Linked DNA regions of Scylla paramamosain: region 2 is linked to region 1. The links are chromatin contacts, called in public Hi-C maps. All regions are on one chromosome and are shown on one strand. Each heading gives the region's core, a stretch centred on a gene start, on an enhancer-like site or on the middle of the called end of the contact. The rest is flanking DNA. Distances are from core to core; before and after follow the strand shown.

What was found. A called contact is a pair of places that touch in the nucleus more often than the background predicts.
Region 2: a contact with region 1 is called in a Hi-C map of testis, with 2.9 times the contacts expected there. The contact joins two enhancer-like sites. A contact is called at or near these places in 2 of 2 Hi-C or Micro-C datasets (muscle and testis).

Annotation. Positions count from the first base shown.
Region 1 is chr5:22,918,115-22,924,968 of ASM3559412v1, forward strand. The region is part of intron 5 of LOC135100678 (a long non-coding RNA gene); the gene reads left to right. Among protein-coding and RNA genes, the nearest start is that of LOC135100677, 31 kb to the right of the region's middle. Within about 2 kb of position 4,182, the one cell type or tissue checked has an H3K27ac peak away from gene starts, as active enhancers do.
Region 2 is chr5:22,985,241-22,992,276 of ASM3559412v1, forward strand. All of the region lies in intron 3 of LOC135100677, which reads left to right. Among protein-coding and RNA genes, the nearest start is that of LOC135100677, 36 kb to the left of the region's middle. Within about 2 kb of position 2,186, the one cell type or tissue checked has an H3K27ac peak away from gene starts, as active enhancers do.

The DNA of each region.
Region 1 (6,854 bases), core at 2,932-5,431:
ATTGTGGCCTATATAAAGAAAAAAAAACTCATGACAGAACAAAGTGTTTAAAAATGCGGGTTTTAGTCCGAGTATTCTGGGGAGGCCAAGACCATGAAGACTGAGGAAGTGAGGAGACGGGTATGTGTATCACAATGTTTCAGGATGTAGCTGTCCTCCCCCCCCTCACCCCTCACCACCCAACCACCAGCCCAGCCAGCCAGCCAGCTCCTCCCCGCCGTGCTGTCTTGCTTCATACATTCATTCTAAATTGGTTCTTGTCCGTTAGGGGAGAATCCCTTGCTTTGTTTTCACCAGCTATCCTCGGACTCCTGCCACCCATTCTCTATCCCCGCCAGCCCGTGTTCCCCGCTCCCCTCATCACCCCAGATCATTATTCATATTAAGTTTTTTACCTGTTAGCATTGTCTTATGTCTTTCATTTGTTTTGCTAATTTACACGTGAGGCAGGTGCGTCGTTTCTCTCTCTCTCTCTCTCTCTCTCTCTCTCTCTCTCTCTCTCTCTCTCTCTCTCTCTCTCTCTCTCTCTCTCTCTCTCTCTCTCTCTCTCTCTCTCTCTCTCTCTCTCTCTCTCTCTGCATTATCTATCAAAGTTTAATTCATATCACTGACATTTATTTTCTATCTGAATTCACTGTTGCATGTCATTTTTTTCCTCCTGCCTTGCGGATACATAAACAGAAAGAAAGCAAAAATCTAAACTAACATAACCTATACCATGTAATTAATACCACTCATTCTTTTTTGTCAGAATGCAGTGTGTTGCATGAACATTTTTTACCTCCCAAACAAACAGGACGAACAGGCAGAACAAAGAAAGAAAGAAAAAAAAATGAAAAAAAAATCATACGTTACCTGTACAATGTAATTAATACCACTCACGAATGTTCTCTTTTTTATTAACCTGAATTCACTGTGTTGCATCTACATGTTTTCCTTTCGCTTCCTTCTTAGATAAACAAGCTGGAGGAAGAAAAATATATATAAATAATGTGGCTGGATAGGGAAGGATGGTTGTAGGAGACGAGAGGAGAGAAGGGAACAGGTGAGATTTTAGGTATCGATCATGTAATGTACACACAGGCACACATATATAGACACACATACATGGACTGACTCTCTCTCTCTCTCTCTCTCTCTCTCTCTCTCTCTCTCTCTCTCTCTCTCTCTCTCTCTCTCTCTCTCTCTCTCTCTCTCTCTCTCTCTCTCTCTCTCTCTCTCTCTCTCTCTCTCTCTCTCTCACACACACACACACACACACACACACACACACACACACACACACACACACACACACATACACACACACACACACACACACACACACACACACACACACACACACACACACACACACACACACACACACACACACACACAGCCACCACCACCACCACCACTGCATCACGCAAGACTCTCACTCACCACTTAAGTAACCACCACATATGCGCTGTACATGGCCTTTCACCACCACGACGTCGTCTTTCACCACACTCCAGCCTCCTCTCCACCTCTCTCCGCCTCGCCACGCTTACATGTCTCGCCTCTGTTCATTCTTTTCCTCGCCTCCTATTGATGATTATGATCGCCTATATTTTTAATGTTCTTAGGTCATTTTATTTATTTTATTTTTTTTTATTCTGTTAGTTTAACTGCTGCTAGTGGTTTGTGGAAGAAAAGTGATGCCAACAGTAGTAGTAGTAGTACTAGTAGTTGTAGTAGTAGTAGTAGTAGTAATAATAATACTAGTAGTAGTAGTAGTAGTAGTAGTAGTAATAGTAGTGGTGGTGGTGGTGAGTGATGCTAGTACTGTTTAGTAATGATAATAGTAGAATGGTAATTACAGTAATAGTATAAGTAATAATAGTAGTTGTCGTAGTAGTAGTAGTAGTAGGTAGTAGTAGTAGTAGTAGTAGTAGTAGTAGTAGTAGTAGTAGGAAGAGGAGGAGGAGGAATAGGAATAGCAACAGTAGTAGTAGTAGTAGTAGTAGTAGTAGTAGTAGTAGTAGTAGTAGTAGTAGCTGTAGCAGTAGTAGCTCCTGTTGTTGTTGTGATGGTGGCGGCGGCGGCGGCGGCAGCAGCAGCAGCAGCAGCAGCAGCACACAAGTCGACGCGTGCAGTTTGCACGGTTTCAGTGGAAACTTTTTTTTTTTTGTACCACCTCATTATTACCTGAATGTCATTCATTTTACTTTTGTATCCATTTCGTTTATTAGTTGATATAGATGCTAGAGAGAGATATATATGCTAGAGAGAGAGAGAGAGAGAGAGAGAGAGAGAGAGAGAGAGAGAGAGAGAGAGAGAGAGAGAGAGAGAGTGTGTGTGTGTGTGTGTGTGTGTGTGTGTGTGTGTGTGTGTGTGTGTGTGTGTGTGTGTGTGTGTGTGTGTGTGTGTGTGTGTGTGTGTGTGTGTGTGTGTGTGTGTGTGTGTGTGTGTGTGTGTGTGTGTGTGTGTGTGTGTGAGTGTGTGTGTGTGCCTGTTTGTTTCTACTTACATTAACTGTAAAATCGTTTCCATTGGTTTCTTATGTAATGATAATTCTTCTCTACATAGTGGGTAATCATCAAAAATAAATATTTAATTGCTTTTCACATTTGTAACACCATGTTTGATTTTTCTATCTGAAGATAATTGCTTGAGGATTTATTAAAAGCAAGTATTGCAGCAGTCACTTATCAAACAAGGCACGTCATTAATTGCGTCTAGACTTAATGAATGATGAACGGAACCATTAAGCATTTTTTACTTGTCCTCCATGGGTCTGTGTTTACTGTACCTGATGACCGCCATGTACTTCCCTTCTCACCCCCCTACGTGCCGGCCTTGTGCGGTGTGTGCTGCGTGTCTCTCCACGTCCCGCACCACAATGTTGACCCAAGCAGGCGGCGGGCCTCTTCACGCTGCCTGGCTGTCCACATGAATGAGCAAGTTTTCTTAGTTCTTATCTCGAATCTCACGTGACCTCCTGGCACGGACGCTGCAAACACGAAACCTTTTATCCTCTAAGCCTCTCGTAGTGTCTCGTCGACAGTGAGCTACTATAGTATGTATAACTGCAAACACTCGTGCGGCTTAGTGCACAAAGTAAATCATAAAGTGTGTTCAAAGTCTGCGGCCACGTAAGAGCTGGTTTACTAACTTTAATATGAAAAAAAATAAAAATAAATAAATACAGGAAAAATATCGGCCAGTTTAACAAAGAGTCAAACTCGGCGGTAATTTTCGAGCTTGTAAAGTTTTGTAAACGGATATACAGCCTCAGTAGAAGACGGGGAGGGGGTAAGAGGGCCGCAATTTGATATAGTGTAGCAAACCGAGAGAGAGAGAGAGAGAGAGAGAGAGAGAGAGAGAGAGAGAGAGAGAGAGAGAGAGAGAGAGAGAGCTTGGCTGGACAGGAGTGGCTGCTTCCGTTGACATGAGTGGTCCAGCTGACGTGTTCGGTGCCCAGTATAACACAGGCGCCACGTAGTGTCTGAAAAGCCGCCGCTGCAGCCACTCCCTGGCGCCGGCTGCGAGGCAATCGGTGAGCACAAGTGAAAGCTGTCGAGGCGGGCCTTTTTATTTTGTTTTTATTTAGGTGAAATTTCTTATATCCTAGCCCTTGATATGACTGCCTTGATGGGTTTGCATTCGTTAACTGTCTCTTCTGTCTTTGCAGGTGAGTCAGGGGAGTCAAGCAGCGTGGCGGCGCAGGTGGGGAGGCCGAGGGTAAGTTGTTGTGCTCCTTGCTGACGGAGGAACGTGGTGGTAACAGCGGAGGTGCTTCCGTGAATGTCAGGGACGCGCACACTAACCTTGGCGGGGTAACGGCGGGTTCGCGCGTGCCGCTCAGAGTGGGAGTGAGCAAGGCGCGAGCGTGTAGCTTCGGCCATGAGCAAGGCAAGCACCGGCGCTGCCAGACGGGGAAGTTGCCTAAGACGGTGACGTCGCGGCACACGGGAAAATAATGGCAGTATTTACACCTAATTTTGTACCAACGCTTGCTAAAATTATAGACTACTATATATGGCATAAGATCTTCAGATGGAGAATGTAATACTTAGGAGTCGAAATGGTGTCTGAAATCCACCACATGATTATGAAGGAGCGAACAGTGGTGGTGGTGGTGGCTTGGTGAGGGGAAAGCCCTCCTGTTTGGTGAAAGGAAAAGTCTTGGTGGCGGTGGGCACCAGTGTGTGTTAGGGGGAGCAGACGCTGGGATGGGGGGGGCAGACAGACAGTTTCTCGTGGCGGGCTAGTAGTCGCGAACGTGACATCTGTGACACTAATAATAATGATCCCTGAACTCTTGAAAGTGTGTGTGTGTGTGTGTGTGTGTGTGTGTGTGTGTGTGTGTGTGTGTGAGATGAAGCACAAATCTTTTTCCAAGGTTATTCATTTTCACCTCACGGAGACCAGGGGTGGGTGTGTGCATGCAGGGATTTAAATGTAATTGAATATGGGGGAACAAAAATATCGTGTGTGCTGCTGCGTGTCCCTACAACAGCCGCCCACGTAACTTGCCGCTGCCGCCGCTAGACACCTTAGCTGAAGGAAGGAGGCCGGGGGCAGGGCAGGGCAGAGCAGGGCTAGGTAGGGCAGGGCAGGGCAGGGGGCTGAGGAAGGACACGGCGTCTCCATATATCATGCCGAGCGACTTCGTTATGATTTGTCGGGTGGGATGGTTGGCTGGATGGCGTATTTTTCATAGGTCGTATTTTACCTTATCTGTGCATTCCTGTGCGGCGGGTCGGCATTCGTGGTGGCGTGGTTGACCAAGCGGTGGCCATGGCCGTGTTATCATCCCCCGCAGACGTGCAGTCAAACAAATCCCAGAGTAGATCCCAAAAGGTGATGATTATCGTACCCCGTCTCGCCATGGCTGACTAACATGCAACCTATCGACCTGTCTGGCGATGTTGCCGTCATAGCGAGCAGGTCGGGGGACAGGAAGATAGCAGCAGGAAAATAGATGTCAAGAGCTTTAACTTCAGGCGAACGAAGTCGTTGGTGAATGTGCTACAGTCAGCGTAATTAAAGGAAATGTTTTGATAATCCTATTTTTCGTAAGAGACATAAGGAAGCAGACAGTAACTGGGTCAGACAGAAGCAGAAATTGTACATTTGGCAACGCCGGGACCGTCTGGCTGTCTGGCTGTGGCCCTGAAGCCAAATGAAGGCTCACAGGCGGCTTGGAGTTGGTGGGGGATGGCAGCACGCCGCCGCTGCTGCTAGCCCGACACCGCGGCTCGCCTCCCCTCTTCCCTCATTTCTGCTTGATTAATGTAAACAGCCATCATGTTTTCCTCATAGGTAACGGATGTAATAATAAAGTGGCCAGGTGCAGGCGTTACTTCCTCGGCGGCACGTCCACACTCGGCCTTCCCTTCCTTCCTTCCTTAGGCCTGAGCCCTCAAACTGCGGCGCCGACCACTCCTGGACGCTGGCTAGGAATGAATGAAATTCTTGTGTTTTAAGAACAATACGATTAATTTACCACTTAATGGAAAGGTGACTTTGTGTTAAAGGTTTTCTCGGAGAACACTGTTGCCTTGTTACCGCGAACACAGACCGTCAATAATGTATGTTTGTATAACTGCAGCTGAGTGCGTGTGGTGGTGGTGGTAGCGGCGGTGTGGTGTACATACATCCGTCGCCACAGTGCTCTCAGTACGATGTAGAAGTTTAATCGTCACCGGTGACGTGGAAGCCAGACATCCGTCCAGCTGCCTCTCTGAACACCGCCATTCTACCCTTCCCATCCGCCGCTAGCGTCACTGCTCAAATATATGCCCCTTTTCATCGTCCGCCCCCGTCCTGGAATACGGGCAGGGGGCGTGACGGGAGCTGGCCGAGAGGGGTCAGAGAGTCTCATATAGAGGAGCGCAGGGGGCTGGGGAGGGGGGCGGCTGGGCCAAGCGGACGGCCCTGGGCGTCTGGCCTGCACACGGTGAATTTAGTGCCCTGCTTCGTGTCTGGTGGTGGAGTGGGCCTGTTAGTATGTCATGTTGGGGGTGTTGCTGGTGGATCTGGTGAGGCTACCGGCTGCTAGCTGGGTTGTACCGTACAGTCTTGTATAAATATTGATGTATGGTACTATTAATATTAATGTCTGCTATCAATACGAGCCGTCTGGCGGGGGTTTGAGTCCTGACGAGACTTGAATAGTGTCTGGCTGTGGTGGGCGTGGTGATCGTTCCCTCTTCCCCTAACTTGACGTGCGATATGAATAACGTCTCCCCAACACTCCTCACTCGATGGAAGTGGACGTGTGTACGTATGTGTGCTGAGAGAGAGAGAGAGAGAGAGAGAGAGAGAGAGAGAGAGAGAGAGAGAGAGAGAGAGAGAAGGGGGGGTACGATAAGAGGAGAAACGTCAAGATTGCATTAATGGATAGCCGAGACAAGGCCACTTCCCTAGACACAACAGTCTCGAGGAACAATAACACTCCAAAGAGATATGAAAGGTAGAAGGAGAAAGAGTTGCGTTGAGGGGGAGAGTTAGGAACAAAGGAAACTACTGACTCAAAGAGAACACGCACAATAAATGAAAGAAAGACAGAAAAGAAAGAAAAGAAAAGAAGATGGAATTTAAAGAAATACGGGGCAAAAAACATATCATCTCGAAGCGGAAAGTAAAAGAAAGACGGTGATGGTAAAAGGGAAGATAATAAAAAGAGAGGGATGTAGCCGAAGTAAATAACATGATGAAAATGGAACAGAGAGAGAGAGAGAGAGAGAGAGAGAGAGAGAGAGAGAGAGAGAGAGAGAGAGAGAGAGAGAGAGAGAGAGAGAGGGGGGGGGAAATAACATACGTGTCTTCTACAAGTCCTCGCTTTACGAATATACGCCTGGTTTGACCCATAATATTATACA
Region 2 (7,036 bases), core at 936-3,435, 65 kb after region 1:
TTTTTGTTTTTTTTTACCTGATAAATAACGGTATTAAATTGTTACTTTATTTAATTCATGGCTGGCTAGAAAGGATGCAGTGAGTGAGGTGAGGTGCCTTATACAGATTAATAATTTACTTTTTAAGTGAGTTTTTTACGATTTTTTTTACATCCAGATAAGTAACAACAGTGAATTGTTCCTTTATTTAACTGAGATAGAAAGGATGCGGTGAGTGAGGTGAGGCGGCGCGCTGTCAAACAGATGCAGGTGGACCTTGCATGCATTATTTCCCCGTCTGTCCAGCCGTCGCGGCAGTAAAAGTCAGGACAACGGTATGAACGGTATATAGTGCCTTTCTCTAAAGAAGGAACCGGTGTATCAAGGCGCGTGTTTATCTGAATCTGGACACCAGGTACTCCAGGCTGCAGACCAGTTTTTGCGGCACGAGGGCTGGAGTGTTCTGTCAAGACGTGTATCTATGCCTGTCATCTCCACTTAATTATTAGAGCACGTTGTGTTATTTTTTTTATTTTTTTTATTTGCCATTTGATAGAAGAAAGTTGTGAAAGTCTGCAACTCTCGAGCATAAAATTAAAACTCTAACTTCATGCTCCAATCATTTTCCATCATATTTTTCCACTTTTTTCAAGTTTTGTCGTTGTAGTATGACTTTTTTCTTTCTTTCCTAGCAATAACATGTAGCATTTTTCCAAAGTTTCAGTTTTCTTCTGGAGTTATTGGCAGTCATCACGTACGCCTTTATTACTGAAAAAAAAAAAAACTCATTCAGGTATCTTCAGTTAACCGCCAAAAGCATGCAAGCAAAGGATCATGCCACCTAATAATAATCAAAGTCTCTTGTAGCATTTTGTATCCTTCGTTGATTTTCACACGTGTTTGCTCAGTGACGACACACTCAAAACATCTCTCACGTACATACTCGTACCTCAGGACTGAACAAATGAGACAATGGTTCGAACCCGTGTGTCACTGACCGAAGCGTAATTTACGTATAGCGGCCAAGGACCACTACGTTAATGTGTGTGTGTGTGTGTGTGTGTGTGTGTGTGTGACAGATAAACCCAAAGGAATGGTTTTGTCCCACAGTGTTGGGGAATTCGAGTCTCACATTGCTGTGCGGGGGTGGCGTGGGCATTCCAAGATGCGGTTGTACTTCCATAATTGTGATAAATAGACATGTCACTGATAAATAATCTTGATAGTGGCGTGGGTTGCCTCTCGGTTGGCTGTGTGTTTAATACCAAAATTCTGATTATGATAATTCAGAAGAAATTAGGCAATGTGGAAAGAAAAAAAAAATAATAAGTGATCCACCGAATTATAGTCCCAAGTTAAGGATTAGCTTTTGTGGTCTGTTAGAATGTTTTGTTCGCGTCCATTAGCGAGAAAAAATAGTTCCTTACAACAGGGTTAAGTCCATGTGCATCGTGACAAAAAAAAAGTTCCTTTCACCGTCTCGTAAGCCCACGCCGCCTTACATAATCACGCTATCTTGTGTTTGTCCTCATTCCTTGTTCTCTGTCCCGCTCTTTGCTCCTTTTATCTTCTATCAAGTAATCCGCATCATCTTTTAAAGACAACAACCAAAACATCATTTTTAGATAAGCGAACTTAGCCCAACTTGATCTTACGTTCCCATTACAAGAGCTAGAATATCACAGGCCATTGCCACGTGTTACAGATCCTCAGGGTTTTTAGTACAGCGTCACCCCTCCCCTGGCCTGTTGACATCTCCGCATGTTTAGAGTTGACATACTAGCCTAATTCGGCAAGTGAAGAAAATAAAGACAAAGGACGCGTGGGAAAGGAGCGTCGAACATGATATTTAAGAGAGGCAGGATGCGATGTAGGACACTTTTCCTGTGATAGAAACTGTGTTGGGGGAGGGCACGTGCGACGAGTGTTGCTATGGGGGAGGGGGTCGCCGTGAGAGAGAGAGAGAGAGAGAGAGAGAGAGAGAGAGAGAGAGAGAGAGAGAGAGAGAGAGAGAGAGAGAGAGAGAGAGAGAAGGAGGGAGGTGATTTGTGCATCGAGAAGAGACGGGGGAAGGAATGGTGTGTGGGATGGCTATGGGGTCGAGGGGTGCGGGGGGAAGGGACTGGGACACTAGGAGGTGGTGGAAGGGTAGAGAGGGGCTAGGCTGGTGTTGCTAGGGCAGTGAGGAGCGTGACACAGCATTGGGTAAAGTAGTGGTGGGTCTGGAGGAAGTTTCCGTAGAGACCTACTGTGTCAACGCTGCGGCCGCCACGGGGGGACTCAGCCTCAGACTCTTGCATCATAGAACGCAGCAGCAGACAGAGCAGACTGGCTTTGTTATATTTGTACTGAAAAGCCAACACCATATCTTGACTGAAGAAAAATATAGTTCATTTTCGTGTCAGCTGTACTTAGGATATACGGAAAGAAACATGGAAACACAAAACACCACCAGGATAGAGAACGGCGAGCACTGGGGAGGAATGAGGCGGGGGTCGATGGAGGGGAGTGGGGAGCCGGAGAGTAAGGGTGGGAGGGGAGAGTGGAAGGGGGCGGTGTGGCAGGTGTCCGGGCCGTCTAGACACCGGAGCCCGCAGACAGAACACGCCAGACAGCGGCGGCGGCGGCGGCGGCGGCGGCGGGAGGCAAGGAGACAGGGGCAGGGGCTAGGGGGGATGGGAGGATGTCGGAGGGAAGGTGAGGGGGAGACAGCCAGCAAACTATTCCAGATTTATCGGTACAACAATACTAGAAACATATTGTTTCCACAGGAATCATTGCGTTAAAGGAAACTCAGTACATTAAAGAAATTAGCTTCTGGCACATAGTATTGATTATTGTTGATTTTCAACCGTAAAAAAAAAAAAACGTTACTCACGTAATATATATATATATATATATATATATATATATATATATATATATATATATATATATATATATATATATATATATATATATATATATATATATATATATATATATATGGAGACAACAGCAAGAGCTTAGTTCATGTCATGTATTCTACAGCACACACACACACACACACACACACACACACACACACACACACACATTTACATACATCGGGCGCGCGCACACACACACACACACACACACACACACACACACACACACACACACACACACATTAATTTCGAAATGTTAAACATTCACATACACAAATCGTCATCGTAAGGAATCTATTATTTTGAGCTTGCTGATATTCCTAGATGGTTAGTTAACGTCGGCGCTGGCGAGACGAGTCGTGTTAGTGTGTGCGTACGTGCGAGGGCGCGGCGCGGCAGTAGTCTGGTGGAGTGTCTGTGTGTGAGGTGCATGTGGCTGCTGCTGGTCCAGTAGGAGAGGAGCTACGAAGGGTGCGGCTGGCCAGACGTAAGATGTAAGACGGTGTCACTATCCTCATGACCCTGCAGTGCCGCTTGCAGCAGGACAGACAAGAAAGCGGCCAGGAGGGTGAGCAGACAGCGACGGGAGCTGCTGGCACCCACGGCGGCTATGGCGGTGGCCCAGCCAATAAAAAATGGCGGTGAGTGTGTGTGGGTCCGCCGCCGCGCGGCCGCACCACCACCACCACCACTACTCAGTCAGTCGCGCCGCCACGCTCAGTCGGGCTATACGGTTCGGTTTGCCTCACGTCATTGCCACTGCCACAGTATCCAGTCTACAGTTGTCAGCCCACCCGATGGTGGGAGGGCCAAGTGGTGTGGCGCTGCATCTTCACTGCCACCATCACCACAGTCCTGATTGCAGACTGTCCTGCCACCTCCTTAAGCAGCACACAGCCACCAGTGTGTCCAAGATCTGCTAGTGTCCCAGTGTGGCTGCCAAATAGCTCGCCACGGTGCCTCGACAACGCCTAGTATCCACCACCACCGTCATAACCACCACCGTCACCTCCACCACCACCACCGCCACCACATCTACCTTCGTCACCACCGCTGTCGTCGTCGCCTTGAATACAGCTTCCACTGCAACTACCGCCACCACAGCTCCTCTCACTGGCACTTCTACCTCAAGCTGTCTCGTCAGAAGATCCAACGTCGCTTCCAACGTCACTCCCGCAGCTAATCCACCAACACGACACACCAGCACAGCCGCCAAGATGTGGAACAGCGTCACCGAGTGCTGTCTCAAGATCGCCAACCACTTCTCGCGAAGGAAAAGTGTACGATTCCCACATTTTGTTGTTGTTGTCTAAATTTTCATAGGATTTATTAGGTTCCACAGGTTCTTGTAGGTCTAGGTCTATTTTCCTAACGCTGTCATTACCGTGTGTGTGTGTGTGTGTGTGTGTGTGTGTGTGTGTGTGTGTGTGTGTGTGTGTGTGTCAAGACCTGGAAATTATTGAGGAGCGAGCTTATGGGCGAAGGGAAGGAGTGGTTCTGGTGCGTCATTGTGTTTGGAAGGCAGTATTGTTTGTGATTGAGGCACACGTTGTTATTATCAGTGAGATCGTGCCCCTCTCCTCTGCCTCGTGAAACGGGGAGTCTCATCTTTGTGGCCAAGTCTGAATTTGGAAGTTTTTGTCCGTCATGACATTTTCATTTTTATAAGTGTGGGCGAATATATATATATATATATATATATATATATATATATATATATATATATATATATATATATATATATATATATATATATATATATATATATATATAATTATTGTACATGGCGTAGAGGATAATATATAATTAAATAATCAAAAACCAAAATGGAAAATGAAAACTGATAATGATGTCGAAATGTAGCTCCTCACAGGTGCACAGGTGAAGTTGCCTGGCAGGTCGGTTCACGAGAATAACTCAAGGTTGCTCAGTCCCCGCCCCTCCCCCACCCACCCCACCCTTCGCTGCCGCCAGCACTTGGCCCGGGCCTTCACCAGTATCACCTTTACCACCGAATGACCTGGACTCAGCTTGTGCTATTAACACAGGGGTTGTCGCGAGGAACCATTCTGCGCCAGTACTCCTATGAGCAGCCGCCAATGGCAGTACAGTGGACCGGCCCAGTCCCAAAGCTCTCACACACTCACACTCCCGTTATCTTAGGCGGTCTCACGCCCTATCATTTACTCATAGTCTGGGCCGTCACATTTCAAGGTTTCTTCTCTAGTGTTTACCGCCCGCATTTTTTTTTTTTTTTTTTTTTTTTTTTTTTTTGCGCTGTTCAAAAACTAGTGCAATGTATGGAGTAAAACAAGGTGCATATCTGTGTCAGTATGACAATTTTAAAAGACAATGTTGTGATACATTGGCCTTTGTCCCTTATGTTCCAAATTGGTATTAATAAGCTATCGTAAAGTTATAGTTATTTGGCTTCATAAGACTCTCTCTCTCTCTCTCTCTCTCTCTCTCTCTCTCTCTCTCTCTCTCTCTCTCTCTCTCTCTCTCTCTCTCTCTCTCTCTCCTCTCTCTCTCTCTCTCTCTCCTCTCTCTCTCTCTCCTCCTACTACTACTACTACTACTACTACTACTGTTGCTGCTCTTGTTGTTGTTGTTGTTGCCTCTGCTGCTGCTGCTGCTCTTGTTACTACTTTTTTTTTTTGTTACTGCTGCTGCTCTTGTTGTTGCTGTTGTTGTTATTGTTGTTGTTGTTGGTGGTGGTGGTGGTGGTGGTGCTGCTGCTGCTGGTGCTGCTGCTGCTGCTCCAATCATCCTCCCATCTTCAGCTGCGGAAGTAAAATGAATATAATTATCGTACTAGTGCGAACAGATGCCATGCCTTAAGGGATTAATACTTAATGCTTCAGGCACCAAGCGAAACTACACTGTGATTTTATACATTCCTGGAAAGCAAGAAAGTATACACACACACACACACGCACACACACTTTCCCTCCCATCTATCAATAAGTGGAATGTCTGTTTGCCTCTGTAGTTTACTGGAGACCACAGAACGTTCTTCCTGTGCTTGTGTACGTCAAGAACTCCTTGCTTTCGTTTGATATTACCTACTTGTATGTAATATACGCAAGTAGATATCATGAGCAATTTCAAAGTAGCTATTCGCATTTTTCCACCTCACCACTGAAGCCCGTCGCTCCACCCACCCACCCACCCACCCACGCACAACTGTTAACATCGGCTACGAGCCAGACAGCCTGACGGCAGGTCGCTGTTGGAACTTTTGATAAATGAGTTTGTTTACGTTCCAACCAGTGACATCATTAGTTGGCATTATTGTGTGACGTTGCATTTCTATGTATAGCACAGGCCCTCAGAAAGCTAACTCTCTCTCTCTCTCTCTCTCTCTCTCTCTCTCTCTCTCTCTCTCTCTCTCTCTCTCTCTCTCTCTCTCTCTCTCTCTCTCTCTCTCTCTCTCTCTCTCTCACACACACACACACACACACACACACACACACACACACACACACACACACACACACACACACACACACACACACACTTATTTTCCTTATCTGTTAATTTATTCTCTCATTTTAATCATTAATTGATTATTTCTTATTTACTTATTCATTTATCTATTTGTTAATTCATATATTTATTTTATTTGTGGAAAGAGCAGCAGATAAATAACAATAGTTTCCTCGATATCAAATAGTAAACAGTTGGTGGCTTTTGAGTAAACAAAGATAGCACAATATTGTAGACGCAAAACCCGTCATTATTACGAGCTATCATCTCCAGTGCACGCTGTCTCGTTCCAGTATTGTCATCTGCGAAGATCCAACAGGGTTAATTACGTTTGACAACTCCCAGAGATTTTAGACAGAGGTGGTTCAAATATGCAGCCCACAGGATCGACATAAACTGATACTTTACCAGAGGGCGTGAGGTGGATAAACAGCATGGCATGAAACTGGTCTAAAAATCATTGCTTAAAAAAGTATATAATAAATTTATTGTGTTTATCAAAATGCCTCGTACCTGTATTATTTGTTTCATTTGCTTTAATTCAACCAAAAATCTTTGTTTTCCTAAAGTTTTAAGATATTAAATGGAAAAAAAAAAAAATATTATATATATATATATATATATATATATATATATATATATATATATATATATATATA